Linked DNA regions of Mus musculus: region 2 is linked to region 1. The links are chromatin contacts, called in public HiChIP or PLAC-seq maps. All regions are on one chromosome and are shown on one strand. Each heading gives the region's core, a stretch centred on a gene start, on an enhancer-like site or on the middle of the called end of the contact. The rest is flanking DNA. Distances are from core to core; before and after follow the strand shown.

Region 1 (3,037 bases), core at 320-2,819:
ACAGTTAGCAGGGTGGGGCTCTGACTGGATTTGGGCTGTCCAGATTGACTTGGGAACTAGTGCTCTTGCCTAAGGTAGTTGACCCTTATGAGCTGGTTAAGGAAGGTTCCTGGAGGATTAGGGAAACTTTCTATTGAACAGAAAGCACTTTAAGAGATCTGCTTTAAACCTTTGGCTTGTCACCAGCACTGCCCTCCTGGACCTGACACTTAGGTTTCCCATTCCACTCTGCAAACATATCATACCAGTTTACACGCTCATTACCTTGCATGTGACAAATCCGATCTTGTTTTCTAAACAGTACTAGCAGACTTTGTTTTATAAAAGTAGTAAGTACATAATGGTTTCCATGTATGAGTTTTCCAAGAAGACATTAAAAAAGAAAGAAAGAAAGAAAGAAAGAAAGAAAGAAAGAAAGAAAGAAAGAAAGAAAGAAAGGGAAAGGAAAGGAAAGGAAAGGAAAGGAAAGGAAAGGAAAGGAAAGGAAAGGAAAGGAAAGGAAAGGAAAGGAAAGAAAAGAAAAGAAAAGAAAAGAAAAGAAAAGAAAAGACAAGACAAGACAAGACAAGACAAGACAAGACAAGACTCTTGCCACTTGATTGGGGTGGTGGTGCTAACATACAAAACAATCCAAACAAGTCCAACTTATCAAGTCAGTTTGTTCCTTTCAGAGAGTGGCAGCTTCACTTGCTGAAGCTTCTGAGGTTGCCCTCCCTTTTCACTTACCAAGCTCTAAGGTTACTCAGCAGTGTATCAGTAAAGCTTCTCTAAAGGAACAAACAATTGAATGTGCATGTACACACACATCCACACACACACATTTATTAGAATGGTTCAAATAACCCCACGATGGCTATCTCAAGGCAAGATTCCAGTAGTAGTGATGGGTCAGCAGTCCCAATCTCATGCTAGAGACGCAGAGAAGTCCTAGAAAGCTGTTAGTCTTCAGTGTGCACTGGAATCCTGAAGAAGTGCATTCTAACATCTACTATCAGTAGAGGAATTCATAAGCTACAAAATAGATGAACTTTCCTTAAAGAGAAGGCAAGTAGGCAAAATGCAGAAGCTTTCTTTCATGTCATTTCACGTGGGCAGCCACTAGAAGGTGTGGTCCAGATTTAGGGCGAGTCTTCCCACCCCAAATGATCCAGAGTTAGGGCAGATCTTTCATCCTTAAATGATACAGTCAAAAAAATCCCTCTGAGGTCTGCTCAGCTGCTTGGGGTTTGTTTTGGTTTTGGTTTTGGTTTTTTTAATTGGTTCCAGATGTAATAAAGTTGACAACCAAGAGTAACCATCCCAGCACCCAGCAGAGGGCAGAAGCAAACCAGGCCTGAAATAGAATTGCATGTTGGGGATCACGCCATCTTCAACTTAGCAGGAAAAGAATTATTATAGTGCAACCCAATACCCTTTTCTCCCCATCCCCCCACCAGTATCTTTCTTTTCTCACCCATTCCCTCTACTTTCATGTCATGAATGATTTTATGTGCCTATATAGAATCAACAGTATCAAGAGAAAGTGGGCAATATATGTCTTCCTGGAATCTTGAGGGTTTCAGTGAAACACTGTCAGACCACAGGAAGGATGGACGGTTTCCTACTGCTGTGGTTTGAATTAGCTTCATTGTACAGAATCACAGGCTGCTGCTGGCTAACTTTATTTACCTAGAATTTGGAGGGCAACTTTTGGGGGATGTTTTTGTGTATTGTGTATCCAGATGCTGATTTCTGCACCCAAAGATCTGGTTGCAGTCATTATTATGAAGCATATCCTCACTCGGTGTTTTGTAAACCATGGTTCTCCATAACCTTCTGATTGGTTAAAGAAATAGCTGAACAGCCGATAGCTGGGCAGGAGAGGAAAAGACTTCTGGCCCAGGGAAAGTGAGAGAGGGTCTCGGGAAGGGGAACAGGGAAGTCGACATAGGGTAGGGACATAGATGAAGAAGGATGACCCAGGGCAAGACTAAGATGACAGGTAATGGGCCATGTGGCTGGGAAGGTAGGCCAGGTCAGCATAGTCTGGTTAGAATATATGAGTATCTACCTAAAGCTTTTAATAAATGTAAAGATCTCCTTGTCATTATTCAGTAGGCATAGAAAAGCCCATAGTTTTACACAACTATCCATGAACAGTTTTTATTATTATTTGCTAGAGACTGAACCCAGGGCCTTGTTTGTGCTCAACACACACTTTTACCACTGGGGTATATCCTTTGCCCCTCTTAATCTTTGTTTTTGTTTCTTTGGTTTTGGTTTTTCAACAGAGGGTTTCACTGTGTAGTCCTGGCTGTCCTGGAACTCACTCTGTAGACCAGCCTGTCCTCTCAAATTCAGACATCTGTTATCCTTTGCCTCCCTAAGTGCTGGGATTCAAGGCCTGCACCACTGCCACCAAGCCTTGTTTCATTATTTTGGGACAAGGTCATACTATCTATATAGACTTCACTGGCCTGGAGCTCAGTATGACCAGACTACCTTTGAACTCACAGAGATCTGCCTGACTCTCCTGCCTTAGTGCTGGAATTAAATGCAAAAAAACCCTCTTAATCTTAATGTAACTCAAATGACTAGTAACTTTTCCTTCTGTGGTTAGTTTGGAAAATAACTCCCATTTGCCTGTGCCAGAGAAGTAAAACATTGGCATATAATCCAGCAATTCCATTCTTTGTTGTAAGGCAAATGGACTCACATGGATGCCTGCATGGCATCTCTAATCACAGCATTATTCACAATAGCTAAGGAGGGGACATAGCCCAAGTATTCATCAACTGATGAATGGATAAACACGATATGGCATGTACTTAACATGGAATATTTTACACAGACAGAAGAAGGAATTATGGGGCTGGCAAGATGGCTCACCGGGTAAAGTCCTGAGTTCAAATCCCAGCAACCACATGTTGGCTCACAACCACCTGTAATGGGATCTGATGCCCTCTTCTGGTGCATCTGAAGATAGCTACAATGTACTTAATTATAACAATAAATAAATCTTTGGGCCAGAGTGAGCAGGGTTGACCAGAGGGAGTGG
Region 2 (3,337 bases), core at 63-2,562, 780 kb after region 1:
CATGATCAGGGCACCCAACTTAGCTGAGGATACAACTGTCTTCTGTTATAGCATTCTTGAGTCATGTGGTCAAAGGTCTCTATCTTTGGAGAGGAAGTGAGTTCCTTAAGATGAGAATGGTCTGGTAAGAAGGGGCACCAGAGTATAACTTATATGGGTGACATGTTATCTAAAACACTCTGGGATAAGGGAATGCCTTAGTGGTCGAGAGCATGTACTGTTCTTGTAGAAGACCCATGTTCAGAAACCTAGATCTGATGACTCACAACCACCCACAACTCCAGCTACAAGGGGTCTAACACCCTCTTCTGACCTCTAGTGGCATCCACACTTACACATGCACATAATTTTAAAACAAAAATAGCAAATCTAAAATACTGGATACCATGATGCATGAGATCTGGAGTCACGAACTGTGTGGTGGGCCATCTCTGTCTCACTTACCCCGGGTCTCAGCTTATTCCTTTTCTTTTTGCTCATCTTGACTTAACCCTTTAAATGCCTGGGTGACCTTATCTTTGTCGCCTAGAGCGGCTCATCCTGTTGGCAGAGGTCCCCATCCCTTCTCATCTCTTAGCTTTGCTTGACAAACACCAGTTACTCCATCTTGTCCTTTTCAGAACTGGCATTGGCTTAAGACACAGAGTGTATTGTATGCCACCTGTCCAGAGAGATGTGACCTGTGCTCTCCTGCTCAGGAGTTATTAACTAGGGCTCTCCAGTGTCTCTTTTCTAATGGGAATCCCTCCAACCTGTTAAGACAAACCAACAGGGTTTGGAAAACTTCCTTCAGTGGGAGGGGTAACAAACATACTTATTGGAAAAGTGAAAAGAAAGCTTGTGTTTGAGCTCCTCTGCAGATTGTGTTTGGAAAGGGGAAATGAGAGAGAAGCAAGCATGGGGTTTTTCCCCTTTGGTATTGCTCCCTTGCTTTATCTCCCTGTTCCAACTCCTTTGCTTCCAATTTCTCTACCTCTTGCTACAGTTCTAAGAGTGGTCAGGAAACAAGGTACCATTTCTACACACCCGGACATGGGTGATTCTCTCTCTCTGCTGTGGCACAAGGCAAAGAGCTGCTTTCTTGGGTAGGAGGGGCTGGGTGAGGGCACACATCCCCTTTGGAAGATTTCCAGGATCTTAATTAGAAAAAGAAGATTTTCAGCCTAGAAGGTAGTAACCAGATTTGATCTTCAAATGATGGCAATTAACTGACTTTTCTTTAGTTTTTTCAAAACAGGATATTGCTGGTCAGGTGTGCAGCTCTTGTGGTATCGCTAGGTGTTCTCCCTAATGCACTGAGGGCATGAGCTATAGGCTCACACTCAAGCAATAGCTGAGTCTTCTTGCCTCTGATTGGGTTTCCTATGCTATGTGGTCCATATGATGGCCTGAAAACTAATGTAGCCTCAGCAATGGACTGCAGATAGAGAATTTGCTACCACTAAACAAATCCCAGAGAAAATTGTACTCAGATCCACAAATGGTACCTTCTGACTTATGGAGCTTCTCTTGAGTTTTGAAATTCAGTTCCTCTTCTCTCTTTCACTTCCCACTACAAAGTGCTGACTTAGCTTCAAAATTTCTTTTTGGTGATCTTTTTACCCTACTTGGAACTTCTATAGAGATTTTTCTTTTTTTTCCCCCTTCCTGTTATTTTCATTTTTGAGCATTTATGGGGTATTTGATGTGAATGCCAATGGGCCCAGACCATAGGTTTAATCTTCATTGTGGGGCTCTTTAAGATTGCCAGCAGAGAATTCTGTGGTTTGTAAAATTCCAGTTGGTAAGAAAGTTTCTTCCCCTACTTTGTTTCTATTGTGGCCTTTTCCTCTCCTCAATCTTCTGTGTTTGTGAATATTAAGGGTATGGAAGTAGCTTATTACTGCCAAACCCTGTGGCCCCTGCTTTCTAGAAAAACCACAGAACTGTAGTGCCATTCTCAATAGCCTCTCTCCCTTTGCAGAATCTCCCCCCCCCCCCTTGACATGAAAGTCTCTGAGCCTGTATGTTACCTTTTAACTTTTCTCTATTTCACTTGTAAATGTCAAGATCTACGGTTTGAGTTTCACGGTAAAGGAGGCGACCATCGCTGGCTCTCATGTATCTGCCTTCTTCTTCAGCTTAAAGAACAGGTTCAGCAAGGAGGCCTGTCCCTTCTCCTGCTCTACCCTCATCTCCACCAGCACCTTGGCCATTAGCATTTGTCAAGGATAGATTCATTGGTGTTTGTGTGGGTCACGTGAATCTGTCTTTTGTTGGCTTAGATCCAGAAGTCTATTGATGAAAGACCTTGGTAGCTAATTTTATCTGTTCACTGGTCCACACGATGCCCAGATACTTGATAATGCCACCAATTATTTCCTCATCCTCAGGCTAATCTCAATCTAAACTAGAAGCATATAGCGACTCCCCTGGGGCTCTGTTGGCTATCAGCAGACCTTTAGACTTTGCCAGCCTCTATAGTTGCACGAGCCAATTTTTCTTTCTTTAGATGCCCCAACTCTTTTTCTCTGCTCCTTTTTTGGAGACCTCTAACATGTTAGGCTCTTTTAGGTTGGAGAAATGGCTCTGTTAGTTAAGTGTTTTTCATGCAAGACTGAGAACCATCAGAGTTAAGAGCTCCAGAACCCTTGCAAAGGCCAAGTGGGTGTGGCAGCTTGCCTTTAATTTCAGCATAAGGGAGGCAGGTGCTGGAGTTCCCTGGAGCAAGCTGTCTACTCAGATTATCTGAAATAGCAGGCTCCAGGTTTAGTGAATGACCCTGCTTCAATATATAAGGTGGAGAATGCTCAAAAAAGACTTCTGGCATTGACCTTGGGCTACCTCTGCAAGCGTACACACATGCATGCACACCCACACATGTTTGTGTCCACATACATGTGTGCATGCATATGTACTACACATACATGCAAACACTCCCAAATATTTTAGAAAATAACTAGTTTCCAATATATTGTAGCTAAAGTTCTTGTCCCATACATTAGACTCCCATTGTACATGAGATTATTCTATTTTAGAATTTTTTAATCTTACACGTCTGGAACTTTGAACTCTATAGTTTTATAAAAACTAAAATAGTTAACACTCATTCAGTTTACTTTGTGTGTGTGTGTGTGTGTGTATGAAACAGTTTGTATAGCTCAGGCTGACCTTGAACTCCTGATCCTGTCTCAGCTTCCTGAGTGAGAACTGCAGGCATGTGTCATTAGGCCCAGCCACAAGTCATTCTTATAAGTGAAATCTAAGGGGGCAGGGTGAAGTGGAAAAGGGAAGGGCAGGGTCTCTGGAGACCTGAGGTAACATTATCATCTAATGACATATATCCTTTCCTCTTATC

Evidence for each region. HiChIP or PLAC-seq counts read pairs in DNA pulled down with a chosen protein or histone mark.
Region 2: an H3K4me3 HiChIP or PLAC-seq map of bone marrow-derived macrophages shows a contact between it and region 1, with 6 times the contacts expected there. The contact joins two enhancer-like sites. A contact is called at or near these places in 2 of 15 datasets of contacts at CTCF or cohesin (large pre-B cells and pro-B cells), 26 of 484 Hi-C or Micro-C datasets (the C10 cell line, CD4 T cells, CD8 T cells and 18 more) and 3 of 115 datasets of contacts at active chromatin or transcription factors (bone marrow-derived macrophages, cardiomyocytes and thymic regulatory T cells).

What each region holds. Positions count from the first base shown.
Region 1 is chr1:60,157,347-60,160,383 of GRCm38.p6, forward strand. No RefSeq gene overlaps it. Among named protein-coding and RNA genes, the nearest start is that of Nbeal1, 22 kb to the right of the region's middle. Within about 2 kb of position 1,570, at least 52 of the 459 cell types and tissues checked have an H3K27ac peak or open chromatin away from gene starts, as enhancers often do. A contact at or near this core is called in CD8 T cells, Th1 cells, bone marrow-derived macrophages and 1 more, where this site is marked.
Region 2 is chr1:60,939,914-60,943,250 of GRCm38.p6, forward strand. The region is part of intron 9 of Gm34649 (a long non-coding RNA gene); the gene reads left to right. Among named protein-coding and RNA genes, the nearest start is that of Gm34649, 20 kb to the left of the region's middle. Within about 2 kb of position 1,313, at least 58 of the 459 cell types and tissues checked have an H3K27ac peak or open chromatin away from gene starts, as enhancers often do. A contact at or near this core is called in CD8 T cells, Th1 cells, bone marrow-derived macrophages and 1 more, where this site is marked.